Regions from separate parts of the Mus musculus genome. Here all the other regions are linked to region 1. The links are chromatin contacts, called in public promoter capture Hi-C maps. All regions are on one chromosome and are shown on one strand. The core of a region is the stretch at or near the end of the contact, and the rest is flanking DNA. Distances in the headings are between cores, read along the strand shown.

Region 1 (3,228 bases), core at 274-2,773:
TACCCCCATCATAAGTGTGAAGGCCATCTGGCTTCCAATCCACTTGGCCAGAGGGAGCCTCAGCAGGATGGAGGGTGGTATTAAAGAAATGTAGTTTCTCTCTTGGGTGACTGCTCAGCAGACAATCAAGGACTGAAGGTTACAGTCTGGCAATCTCTCCATCAGGGTGTAGATAAAGGTCCTGTCTCTGCCTGGCAGGTCCCAAGCCTGCAGCTCCAGGGCTCCACTTCCCTTATTGTTTCTTGAGTCCAGCCCACATTTAGTGTTTTTATTTCCCCAGTTCAATGGTGTGAAGGAAATCACTGTAGCTGTCTGAAGCTTGATCTAGTTTGTAGAGCTCCTCGGAGTTTAAAATAAGGGCTATCATTAAAGGGAGTCAGAAGACATGCCCTGTCACAAAAGTGAGACAAGTGCCCCAGTTCAGAGAAAACACTTTCCAAGAAATACTGGACGACTATTTGGATGAGGTGAAACATTTACGAACAGAGGGCATTCCAAAGACGAGAAAGCACGCGTTCAATGAAGGAAGAAAAAAAGCTTAAGTGTTTCTGAAAAATTAGAGCTGGGAGAGATCTGAGGTCTCCCTTGTTCTGAGTCACTTCTTCCACCTTCTTACAAACAAGCAGACGCGAAGCAGAGATCTGGTCAAGGTCAAGCCACCAGTGTCAGGACTTAGCTCCGCAGGCACCAGGTTGTTTTTTAATCCATCTCCTTCCCGCTTTCCTCAAATGATCTTCTAGTCAGTCTCTCTCGCTAAGCTGCAGTCTCCTCGAGAGCAGGATCACTGTTTTCTTCATTCTTGGAGTTCAGTAGCTAGTGTAATTAATGATCTTCACTCTCAGCTTGTTTCCGACAGGCTGTCTAACTTGCCCGAGATCACACAGCATTCGAGCACTGGACTGTATTTTACCCTCAATTAACAGGATTTCGCCAATGGATCATTTAAGAACATTCATTGAACGAATTAACAAATTCAAACCCGTAGAATCCGTTTCAGCCTTAACAGGCCCATTTAGTGGCTCCACCGTTCGGAGTAGCTGGGCACTGGACTCCCAGGATCCAGGCAAAGCACTCCCAGGATCGCCTTCGGGCTCCAGCTCCGAGGCCCCGCCCCCTGCCCAGCTGGGCACGCCCCACCTTGGGGACCAGGGTCCTTTCAGTGTTTGAGTTTCCCTTGGCTCCAGCCCCTGGCTGGAGGGCCTCTCCCCTCTAGGCGACCTGTGCCCGCTCCCAGACCAACCCTCTCTTTTCCCTCCCCCTTCTCCCTCCCTCACACTCTAAACTTCTTTTTTCCTCCCTCTCTAAACTTCAGTCATTCTAGTGCCCGCCTCCTCTACTTAGACCACCCAATCAGAAATCAGCATGCCCGCCGAGGGCCGCCCCCAGCTGCCAGAACCCAATCCACGGTGCGGAGCCGAGAACTGGGCGGGTCCTCCGGAGCAGAGCTGGTGACGGCAACGCGCCGGGCGCTGCGCTGCGGGAGGGGGCGGGGCCGGGCCGGCGAGGGCGGGGGAGGGGCCGAGCGGGGAGGAGGTTGCGGCGGGTTTGAAAGCGCCAGTTTCCTGGCAGCTGGGGCAGGCGTTGGTCTCGGCGCTCCGGCTCCGCAGCAGCCGCGCTCCAGCGAGCGACTAAGCTCGGTGCGCGCGTACCGATACGAGCCTCGGTTCCAGCCGCTCCCTCAGCTCCCGCCCCTTTGCCTCAGCCTTTCCCGCCGCGCGGGCGCCGAGTCCCGGCCGTCGGCGCTGACCCCGCCCGGAGACCCCGCCGGCGCCGCCCGCGGGGCGCGCGCTCCCTCCGGCTCTCCTCAGCGGCCCGCGAGAGGGGCGGCTCGCGGCGGCGCGCGGCCGGCGGGCTGAGGCGGGGGGTCGACGGCGGCGCCCCTCTGGCCGGGCTGTGCGCGGGGCCCGGAGCGGCACCGCGGCCGCCCGCGCGGGGGCTCCCCATGGTGCAGCGGAGGTCGGGATGTCGAAGACGTTGAAGAAGAAGAAGCACTGGCTCAGCAAGGTGCAGGAGTGTGCGGTATCCTGGGCCGGGCCCCCGGGCGACTTGGGCGCCGAGATCCGCGGCGGCGCCGAGCGCGGCGAGTTCCCTTACCTGGGGCGGCTCCGCGACGAGGCTGGCGGCGGCGGAGGCACCTGCTGCGTGGTCTCGGGCAAGGCGCCCAGTCCGGGCGATGTGCTGTTGGAGGTGAACGGGACGCCGGTCAGTGGGCTCACCAACCGGGACACTCTGGCTGTCATCCGCCACTTCCGCGAGCCCATCCGTCTGAAGACGGTGAAGCCAGGTGTGTGGTCGCCTTGGGGACCCGGGTCCTGGTCCGACTCCCCGGGGAGGAGGGGGGAGGGGGCGGCGCCGGGGTTTCCCATTTTGCGGCTAGTAAAACTGAGCTCGGGTGAACCGACAGCTGTGTAGGCTGTCAGGGAATTGGCACTAGGAGCTGGCTTTCCTAATCCAGCTCGGTCTCCCACCGCATCAAGAGTTTTTATTTTTATTTTTATTTGCCTAGAGAAGAGCCATCTCTTTTCTTCTCCCCTTTGTGGAAACAGTCCTATGATGATAATCTTTTCTTTGGAACGTATTTGCGTCTTCTAACGGGGAGAAAGGGCTTTACTATGGAGACTCGGCGCCGGATCGAGGGCCGAGGTTACCACTGAAAGCTCCTGGGAGGGCTCAGCTGGCCCAGTGCGTCGTGCACGACCGCAGACGTCTGGGAGCTGACAGTCCCACTCTGTGGGTCTAGGTGGCTCAGGTGTCTGAGTCCCAGTGAGGTACAGTGTGTGGTATGAGGCAGTGGAGCTGTTGTGTCGTCTGGATTTGGAAGGAGGACCCAGGTGCCCAGCCGAGCAAATGCCTTTGTAAAGCTTTCAAATCTACAGTATTTGTTGAAGCGCAGGGTAAAAAAAAGAACCCCTTGGTGCCCTGGTGTCTTTGATGCTCGTAAAATGTGCTGCAAAGCATGTTACGCTTATGGCATACTCCCTAGCTGGAAAGCATTGATCAGACTGCGCAGTCTGGTCTGGTAGTATGTAGTAAGTTTTCTTACGAATTTGTAAGAGAAAACACTGTTGGACCTTTCGGTATTGGTAAAATATGGTTCTGGCTTCTGAGGTGGTTGTAGACATGGGCATCGTGATTAATCATTGTTACTAGAAATCAAATTGTTTCTGCTGAACGTAGATACGGTACATCTGAACATATGGGGCTGCCAAACTGACTTGGGCTAGATTT
Region 2 (3,228 bases), core at 327-2,826, 940 kb after region 1:
GTGCCTTCTTCTAACCCAAGGACTCCAATGTCTTTTATTACCATTTAATCGGTAGCTCTTTCTCTTAACCGAACAGGCCAATAAGCAATCCATTCCAACCCCTAGCTATCAACACTGTCGGACCAGGCCTTCCCACCCCAACTCACTTCTCACGGAGGGTTCGGTACACCCCTTTTCTGTCTCTTTAGTCCACCCTCTGCAGAAGCGCCTCAAACCTCCCTCTCAGCATCCCCTCCCCCAGCCCCTCGCAGCCGGCACCCCTCCCTTCTCTCTCCCCATATCTCCGGCGGTGCAGCTTCTCTGGTAACCGTCCCCGGGGCCGTAGCTTTCGTCTCGGAGACCTCTCTGCACTGCACCGTCCGAGCACCCTCGGCACCCCAAGCCGCCACACCAGATTCTCCCGGGTGCGGCCTGCTGCTCACCTTGCTGGACGTCACCGTTGCTGCCCCCAGGGATGGGCACGCTGAGCTGGCGCTCCGGCTCCGGCAGACAGCGCAGGCAGAAGGAGTGCAGGCAGGGGAGCAGCTTGGGCTCCGCCTCGCGCCGGCTCTGCAAGCTCTGCTGACACACCGCGCAGGTGTCCAGAAGCGAGGCTGGTGGTCCGAGAGGTGGCCCCGACGAGGAACCAGGAGCCGGGGCGGGAGCGGGGGCCGGGGCCGGGGCCGGGGCCGGGGCCGGGGCTGGGGCAGCAGCTGGAGCCGGCGTCGATGCCGCGCCTCCGGGGACCGCGGAGCCCACTGAGGCCGCGGGGACCGAGGCGGCCGGGGCCGAGCTTGAGGAGGCCGCGGCCACCCCCCCGTCGTCGGGCCCAGCCGCACCGCCCTCCGCGCCAGCCCTGCCGCCTTCCTCCTCCTCCTCCTCCACCAGCACCGCGGCGAGAGGCGGCTCCGCCTCCTGCGCCGTGGGCCCGGCGGCCCCGGCGGTTACCGGCGCGCTACCGCTGCCCCCGCCGCCACTCTCTGCCTCACCGCCGCCTTTGTTTTCCGCCATGTTTTCCTCTTTGAACCCGCCGGACCGCCCCGCGCCGCCCGCCGCTCGCGCCGCCGCCGCCGCCCCCAGCCTCAGCCGCAGCCACAGCAAGAGCGGCCGCCGAGAGCGAGCGAAGTAGCGAGCGAGCGAGCGAGCGAACGCACGAGAGCGCGCGCGCACGCGGCGCCCCCGCCCTCGCGTCGCGGGGCGGGAGGGGTGGGCACGCGCACGTACGCACCGACGTCCTCCGGAGGGAGGCGGGAACTCCGGCCGCGCGCGCTCGCGGGACAGACCGCGATGCAGCTCCGCGCCTCGGTGTGGTCTGTTGCCACCCGGCTGGAGTTGTGTAGCTCGGTAGGAGCTGGTGGAACTGGGTCTCTATGATGTGGCTGCTAGCGCCGAAGCCGCGGTGGTGCGGGAAGAAGGGAGGGAAAACATGCAGGAGTAGGAGGCCGGCTTGCGTTCGCCCCCGAGCGAGCGTCTCCACGGCGACGCCATCCCCAGCGACGGGCGCGCCACCGCGGAAGCTTCACCTGTCGCGCGCTTGGTCGCGGAGGCCTCCTACCGAGGAGGTGCGGACCACCTGGGTCTTCGCTGGGTGTTGCTGGACCGCGTTCTCTAGAGGGCTGTGACACCCGAGAGCGGCTGCGCAGAGTTCCCCCCACCACGTACACACACACCCCAAAAGTCTCCAGATATAGGCTCCTGCGGTGAGACAGAAGTCTTCTAATAGCTATTTTTAGCTTCTTAAGGTGATTCTCCAACGTTGCTACATACCTGAAAGCCAATCAAATGAGCTTTTTTCTAAACAGAGATGCCAGGGCCACACCCCAAAACAGAATCAGGAAGTTGAAAACCAGATGAATGTTGAAAAGTCCCTGCGGCTGATGTGCCAGTTTGGGAGACCATGTTTCTAACCAATATTATATCCCGAGAATCTCACTCGGCGTCCCCGGGTGGGCCAGCTGACTGTCCTCACCACCTCAATCTTAGAAGCTTTATGAAAGGGTTTTGTTTTGTTGGTATCGGGCCTCTCCGCCTCAGGCTGCCATCAGACCTTCATTTAGCCAGTGCTGCCAGAACAAGTGTAACTTGATATAGTGCCCACCTGTAGTCACCTGCAGGGAGACTGCTGAGTTCCTGGCCAGCTTAAGCATCAGGCTTCATAGGGAGACCTTGCCTCCAAAAAGAAATGGGGGAGGGGAAATGATGTAAGTGCAACAGCTGTTTTAATGTGAGTCTCACAAGCCCGTCCTAGACCGTAGTTATACAGGAAATTTATTTGGGTGAGTTTTTAAATTCACAGAAAAGCGTTTTTCATCAATTCCTTCAAAATCTCTTCTGACTTTCGTGTTAAGATAGAAACGTTGGGGTTCCTGCAGGAGAACAAAGAAACTCTCTGCCTTCAAGAAGTTGACAGTTTAGAGGATGAACATGGAGAGTATGTCGGGGGAAATGATAAATGCTTTGGAGTAAAAATAAGGCGAGTGTAAAGGATTTGTGCTGATTGAGCAAGGGCTCTGCTGATAAGGTGAAGAAACCTGGCTTGCACAAGAGTATTCCAGACAGGAGCAGGTGGCAAAAAACAAAGGGCCTAAGGCAAACAGAGACCCTGGAATTAGTGTGAGAGGAATGGCTTCAACAAGGAAAGGAAAAATAGGAGATAACACTTGTGGTCGTTTGAATAAAAATGGCCTCCATGTGGCCAGGCCTGGTGGCCCACGCCTTTAATCCCAGCACTCAGGAGGCAGAGGCAGGTGGATTTCTGAGTTCGAGGCCAGCCTGGTCTACAAAGTGAGTTCCAGGACAGCCAGGACTACACAGAGAAACCCTGTCTCAAAATAACCAAAAGAAAAAACAAAAACAAAGAATGGCCTCCATAGTTTCATTTATTTAAATGGTTGGTCACCTGGGAGCAGAACGGCTTGAAAGTATCAGGAGGAAGTATGTCACTGAGGTGTGCAAAGGTATGCAAAGAACACATTAACTTCCATATGCTTTGTCACTAAGTTCAAAAACCACAAGTATCAAAGAGAACAGGATTTCTGCATCTAATCATTATCTACCAGCTTTTCTGTATTTCCAGGACCACGGAGGAGGACATTGGTATTCCAGTAATAAATACAACAGTACATAAGCAGAAATTTCCAATTTACAAAGTGCTTTCAGACATATCCCTAACTTTTTGTTGTTGCTGTTGTTGTTGTTTTGGTTTTGTTTTTGGCTTTGGTTTTTCAAGACAGGTTTTCTCTGTAGCCC
Region 3 (3,228 bases), core at 501-3,000, 650 kb after region 1:
CCTTCCCTCTCACAGGATCTATCCCTAACCTGGAATCTTCCTCTATCTTTGACCTTTAACCTCAAATGGAAAAGGCGCTCTGGAATCTGAGGCCACTGGGAGCTCGCCCGACCTGCACCTGCTCCTGGGTACCTCTCCCCTGGTCCCTGATTACCTGTCCCTGGAGAGATGCGTGAGGACCACATTTCTGCCTTTAGCAGCCCCCTCCTGTCTTTCCCTCACTAGCCATATGGAACCACGAAGCGACTCCCACTTAAGCCTAGGCCCGGAGCCACTAGGGTCTTGGTCAGGGTCTTGATCGGGGTCTCAGTCGCGGACAAGGTACGGTGAGTCTGCAGAGCCCCAAGGAACTCCAGCGCTTGGGTCTCTGCAGGATCTCCCCACCCCCACGCCGCATTCGCTCCGGGCCGCAGGCTGCCCCCGGGCCCTTCCCTCCGAGGGGACACGACCCATACTTCCTCTGTCCTGTACCCTCCTAATTGCGGGACAAAGGATCCCGCTGCAGCAGGAGAGCTTGGCGGCAAAGACTGGTGCAGCAGGTACATACCCGGGCCGGTCGGCTGTCACGCCGCGGACACTCCCGCGGCTCCCGCCGCCAGGGCGCGACACGCCACCCCTCTTGTCGCGACTCCCGCGAGACGTCGCGGCTGCACGCAGGACCGGGTCCCCGAGGGGCTCGGGCTCAGGACTCACCCGGGCTCAGGAGCTGGACTCGGCTCGGGCTGCCGCCTAGACTTGGCGGCTGCCGGGGTTGCGTCCGGCGCAGGGTCCGCGGGGCCGGGGCAGGAGGTTCCCGCCTGGCAAAGTCGGTGAGAGGCACCGGCTCAGTTGAACACCCGCCCGGAGTCCGAGTGAGTCAGAGAGAGACCGAGGAAGCGAGTTATAGGGGTGCCGGGTGGGGGTGGGGGTACGCCACGACACTCTCCCCACCCCGCCCCCCGTCCCCCCTCCCCCCCGGCGAGACGCAGACAGCCACTCGCTGCTGAGAAACCTGGACACAAAGACCGCGTGCCAGCTGCAGGCGCAAGTTTTTCCCAAGCCCAGTGGCACCGCCAGCCTTTACCCAGTCACTAATGAGCCCTGGATCCTAGATCCTGAACCCTGGACAGCCCCCCACCCCCTGAAACACAGCTTTCCTCCGTGCCCAGGACGTCTCCATTCCCCTCACCCTGGCCAATCGCTCCTGGGATGAGCCCAAGACACAAGGGAAACTGAGGCCCCAAGGATGCCGCATCTCCGGGCTCTCATAATTAGTGACCTGGAAGGAGAAGGGTTCTCTCCTCTCAGGTCCTCTTCGAATCTCTCCCTGCGGGCGGTGAGCCAGGGAACTGACCCAGACTGGGACTCCGAGCTAGACTTCTGAGGTTCTGGGGCCCTTGGGCTGGTACCTTGGGCAGGGGAGGCCACTGAGAAGAGAAATCCAGGAGTGGAGAGGGACCTGGGTCTCCCAGTACCTGAGTCTGCCGCGCTTGGACTCTGCTCCGGGGACTGCAGCTCGAAGCTCCGACAAGTCTCAACGTCCAGCCCGAGAGGGGGCGGCCGGGCCCGGCACAGAGAAGCCAGGACCGCGAGCGCCGCCTGGCACCGAGGCCCTCCGGCCCCCCAAACCCCGCTCATGCCCCGGACACTCAGGCCAGCGGAGTAGTGGCTCGAACTCCAGCCGCGGCCGGACTGGGGCGGGGTAAGAAGGCCCCAAGAAGACCCTCCCCGCAGCGGCCCCCTGAGGCTCCGCTCTGCTTTTAATCACTTCCCCGCAGGGTCCCCGCCCCTCACGTGGCATCCCGCGGCAGCTGGCAAGTCTGGCGCCTCACGGCCGCCCCCTCCACACTCAGGGACTTGCCTGAGTCCGGGCAGGTTCCAACCCCGCTGTCCCACATCATGCAGGATCAAGGCCAACTGAGTCCTCACTGCGGATATGACCTTGGGCCTTTCTGGGACTCAGTTTTCCATTTCGTAAACGAGGTGTAATAATTACTGGTGCTCTATGAGCTCCCTGGGAATATATAGGTAGTGCTTGTGAAAACGTTGGGGAAACTGCCACATGCCAAACAAGTGGGCATCGCAATAACACAACATAAAAAGGAGTGGTCTGACTGTATGGCGGGAGGACCCTGCAAAGAGAGTTAACAGGAGAAGTTAGCCAGACTTTCCGGGTCTGGGCTTCGGAGATATAAGACCCCAAGACGGCAGAGCGAGGGGAACTGTAAAGAAGACTTTCAGAGCCCCGCAATCTTGCGGTCCGAGGCACCCGCACGTTGCTATGGCGACTGGAGGCAGCGGCCGTCTCTCTCCATGGCAACAGGAGGAGAAAGTTTCTGAATAGGAGTGGGGAGCATTTCAGAAAGGGGTTCGGTTCCCACCAGACCCACCTCCACGCATCAGACCAAACCCACCATAAATAATATATTTTTGTATGAAGCATATATAACAAGGACCAAAAAGACGGAAATCTAAATAGGAGGCTAGACTGTAAAAGGAGCTCCCCTCAGGAACTGTGAAGTGAGACTCAGAAGCAGGGTGGCTGTTAGTTTCGGGATGCTTTCACCCAGGCCTGGAAATCTAGGAGCCATTGCTAACAGACAGGAGAGCGACTCCCTTAAGGCCCTATCACAGTAGACTCCCACCCTTCACCTATCATCATTGTGTTGCCTTTCCGAAGTAGGATCTGGGAAAGAAACTTTAGCTGGAGCCCCTGCACCTGCAGCTACGGGGCTGGTGTGTGCAAGTGAGAGTGGTCAGGGAGGAGGGTCCTTCCTCCGAATACACGTTAATTGGAGGTGGCTTGGGCTGCGACTCAGGTTCCAGAGAGAGGAGATTTGGAGCGGTAGCTCCAGACGATCACCACCATGCACCATCTGTACCAGCCGCATCAACTGGCCCTTATAGTTGCAAACACGAGACAGACAGTGCCCAGGGTAGCAAGAGAAAGGCCTCAACCTAAGAGACCTCTTCTCTCAGCCTGGAGGTTCTCCTAACAGGCGCAGTGTCCCTGTCCGCGGTGCTGAAGATTCGGTTGGTATAATCAGCTTGTGCGCGCTGTGTTAGGGAAGAGTGGGGAGGGGCTATTATAGCGGGTTCGCAGCTTCCACCCGGGTCCCTAGAGCCTGCCATAGAGAAGTGTGGGAACTTGAGCGGAAGGGACTGAGGACGGCTTGATCCATGGTTCAATCCAGACCACCTTCCAGGCAGTGGTGCTGGATTGCTGTTCCAACAACAGGTAAGCTTCTG
Region 4 (3,228 bases), core at 260-2,759, 560 kb before region 1:
ACTAGGTCCTGGAATAACCCCCACCTTAGACTCACATACACACACACATCCTCTCCTGCTCGCTGGCCAAGCTGAAAAAGGTCACAGCTGCCTGGGCTCCAAGCCAGAGGGAAGAGGAGAAGGCAGGGCCAGCAAGAAGTACTGTCTGGCGGCAGAACGTACAGCCTCATAGAAAGGCCCGCAACAGTAACTGCCTGCCTCAGTTCCTCCATCCTTGGCTAAGGAGACTTTCCGGAAGGTGGTGCTGGGGGTGGGGGTGGGAGTGGCCAAACAGGAACAGTAAATTTTACTCCCCTGCTGGTCAAAATACTACACCCCACCTCCAGTCTCAACCAGCTCAGACAGTGATTCATGGCACCTTCACCTTCATGCACACATTAACCCTCATCCTAAAACGACCCAGTGAAAGTTCCGGTTTTTCTTAAGAGTGGGTAAGCGCTCCGGCCCAAATAGGGTATGTAGACCCACCTGGACTGGGCAGGAATCTCTTAGCTACAAACCCCTTCCAACGGAGAAGCTAATGAGGAGGTGCGGGGCTACCCACCACCTCCTTCCACGACCTCAGTGCCCCCATTCCCCTGGTGGCTTGGCTTGGCTTTCCCCGAAGATGATTTTAAAATATACAGGTTCTGAGAGTACGCTGATCTCTACCGGCACCTATCTGTCTACACACCCATAACCAAAGGGAACCGTCGTGCTCTGCGGGCGGACCCCTCCCCCGCCCGGGAAGCCAGAGGCCTTCTGGTGTCGCGGGCTATTTCTGGGTGTGGAGGGGGAGGGGACCGGTAAGAAGGACAGGGAACTGGGGAGCTGGGGCCAGGAAGCGGATGAGCGAGTCTTTCCACCCGCGATCTCCCTGGCAAAAGGAACTAGTCCTTCTCAAACCTCCCCTCCCCTAGCCTGTGAACCGCGGGCCGCGACTTGGAACCCGCCAACTCATCCTCGGCGGTGCTCCCTGCGCCCTCCCTGGGTGGGGACTGTCCTGAGTCGACGAGGGGCAGGGTGAACAAGGTCCTGAAGAAGGTCGTGGAATTTGCACCCCGTCCGGGGGATGTCTGGGAGGGGTGCAGGTTCCTGGGATGGTTCCTGAAGCCGGGATGCGTCTCCCGGGAGAATGGGAGTCCCATCCTCGTCTGGGAGCCCCGGGGCGCTCACTCGGCATAGCCTGTGCTCCAGGGCAGGCGGCGGCCGGTGTCTGGGGGGCTTTGCACAGCCCGGCCTGCGTGGTCGTCGGCGCGCCGCAGCCCTCCGGGGCTCAGCTGCAGAAAGGTGGGTCGAGAGAAGCTCACAGTAGTCTCCGCGGTCTTCTGGGGCGCGCCGACCTGGTTCCCAGGCTTCTCCCGGGAACTCTTAGGTGTTTCTTGGGCGGCGGGAGGCGCTGAGGTAGCGTTGGGCAGATCTGGGGACTTGGAGCGCTGGGAAGAAGTGCCACCCGAGCTCACCAGGTGCGCCACGGCTGAGCGCACCCGGTTTAGCATGCTGCCTCCGTGCCCCGCCCTCGACCGTGGGCCCGCCCCCTGAGAGGCCCCGCCCCTAGGGTTCCAGGTGGGCGGTGCCCACTCCTGGTCCTTAACAAACTTCCCCAGGCTCCAGGCTACCCGGGAACTGCTCCACCCGCTCCTCGCCTCCGCATCCCTGCTTTGTCCCGCCTGAGTGTCAAAGGGGAAGGGTCTATTGTGGGAAAGAAGCGGAACGAAGGAAATATTTCAACCATGCTGTAGGTTAGACATCCGCTAGATTTAATCCGCTAGAATTTGCCCATTATGACGAGGGTGGGCGAGGCAGCCTCCTCGCGCTCGGTTGGGGGTGGGCCAGCCAGAATGGAGAATTATAGAGCTGATGACTTCAGAGCGAAACATCCTCTTGGGTGTGAAGGGTTTGGTGTGACAACACTTTGGGTTAGGGCTGCAGAGTCGAGAGCAGAGAGAACTGGTGCTAGTCGCGGTGCTAACCAGGCCAGGCAGCCTGAAGGCACTATTCTTCCTAAAGGTCACCTCCACGTTCGAAAGAACAATTGTCACTTCCATCCCACTTTCTCAGAACCGTACCTCCATATTTAGACGTCTGCTGGCCAGTTAGTAAGGTTAACGACATAGTAAATAAATATGATTATTGAGGGCTTGCTCCACACTGGGCCCTCTATAAGGCACGGTCTAGTTGTTAGATCACTATACAAAACGATGCAAGGTAAGCTACACCCATTTTACAGATGAAGTAGGAGTAGACAGTCTCCTGTTCTTTTATAGACTTGCCTAAGATTCACGCAGTCACTTAGAGATTCATACCCATGTCAGAACCTGCTACAGATACTGGCTTCTCTGGACTAGGAAAAAGGCCCAGAGGGGAGCGGGACTCCTAAATTTCCACCCTGAGGTTGCAAGCAGAAAAGCAATGCTGAGCAAGTTCTCTGGCTACCGCCAGGGGGAGACAAAGGCCAGGCCAAAAGCGTGTGTGGGTCGCAGGAAAGCCCACTACGATTCACACAGAGGGGCTGTTTTTCTCTGTCTTCTCTCTAGGGAAGGATTACTGACCCGATTCAGAAAGAATTCTGTCCTTATACTTGGGCTTAGAGAGTTGATCACTATCCACTCCTTCATCTATCCCCAACACACAGTTTAGCAGAAGTCAAGGCCCTTCCTTGAGGGAACCACGACTCCCTGTTCTTAGCTGAGACTCCACCTCAAGGCACCCAGCTATGTGCATCCTGTTCATATCCTGGGCTAACCTGTGCCGCCTTTCTCGACCACTTCTAAATAAAAATTACACAGTGGTCATTCAAAGTACAAACTTGCTGTAATTAGGTCTGTGTTTGGGGGTAGGGGAAGGGCAGGGCAGAGAAAAATGAAATCACCAGGGTAGAGGTGGGGAGGACTGATAAAATCAGACTCAAAGGCAGCCAGGGGCAAAGAACATGCATACTGCCACTATGAGTGTTTTCTTCCTGAGAAAAACTGAAGCCAACTGTCTGATAATGTCAGTGGGAAGCCAAAGACTGGAGAGAGAGAAAAAAAAAAGCTTTAGTTTTATTATTCAGTGTTTCTGGGTCAGTTTATCTATCACCTTTCGGCATCACCCAGCTTCTGGGCTCTTCACAGCATCCACAGTGTGACTGCAAAGATGGGCCACGCCACAGAACTGGGGTCTATTGACCCCTGGACTCCAGTATCAGATCATGGACAGGGATGCTAGCTGCTCCCCTGAACTCTGGAACCACTCTGGCTCCCATCT

The links. Promoter capture Hi-C pulls out the DNA fragments that hold promoters and counts their contacts.
Region 2: a contact with region 1 is called in a promoter capture Hi-C map of pre-B cells, with 2.9 times the contacts expected there. The contact joins the promoter of Trim33 here to the promoter of Magi3 in region 1. A contact is called at or near these places in 4 of 39 promoter capture datasets (the C10 cell line, cranial neural crest, liver and 1 more), 1 of 484 Hi-C or Micro-C datasets (pre-B cells), 1 of 115 datasets of contacts at active chromatin or transcription factors (extraembryonic endoderm stem cells) and 2 of 9 other capture datasets (adipose tissue and liver).
Region 3: a contact with region 1 is called in a promoter capture Hi-C map of stem cell-derived epiblast-like cells, with 2.8 times the contacts expected there. The contact joins the promoter of Syt6 here to the promoter of Magi3 in region 1.
Region 4: a promoter capture Hi-C map of pre-B cells shows a contact between it and region 1, with 2.4 times the contacts expected there. The contact joins the promoter of Ppm1j here to the promoter of Magi3 in region 1. A contact is called at or near these places in 4 of 39 promoter capture datasets (hippocampal neurons, liver, pre-B cells and 1 more), 4 of 484 Hi-C or Micro-C datasets (CD8 T cells, embryonic stem cells and muscle stem cells), 2 of 115 datasets of contacts at active chromatin or transcription factors (memory CD8 T cells and pancreatic cancer cells) and 1 of 9 other capture datasets (liver).

What each region holds. Positions count from the first base shown.
Region 1 is chr3:104,218,701-104,221,928 of GRCm38.p6, reverse strand. It overlaps Magi3 (membrane associated guanylate kinase, WW and PDZ domain containing 3), which reads left to right and starts at 1,523. Exons shown (of 21, transcript NM_001159354.1): 1 at 1,523-2,284. The coding sequence starts at 1,963.
Region 2 is chr3:103,277,641-103,280,868 of GRCm38.p6, reverse strand. It overlaps Trim33 (tripartite motif-containing 33), which reads right to left and starts at 1,576. Exons shown (of 20, transcript NM_053170.3): 1 at 423-1,576. The coding sequence starts at 990.
Region 3 is chr3:103,573,767-103,576,994 of GRCm38.p6, reverse strand. Syt6 (synaptotagmin VI) reads right to left here and starts at 1,750. Exons shown (of 8, transcript NM_018800.5): 1 at 1,455-1,750. The coding sequence starts at 1,617.
Region 4 is chr3:104,779,337-104,782,564 of GRCm38.p6, reverse strand. It overlaps Ppm1j (protein phosphatase 1J), which reads right to left and starts at 1,509. Exons shown (of 10, transcript NM_027982.2): 1 at 1,156-1,509. The coding sequence starts at 1,478. It also overlaps a transcript of Tafa3 not described here.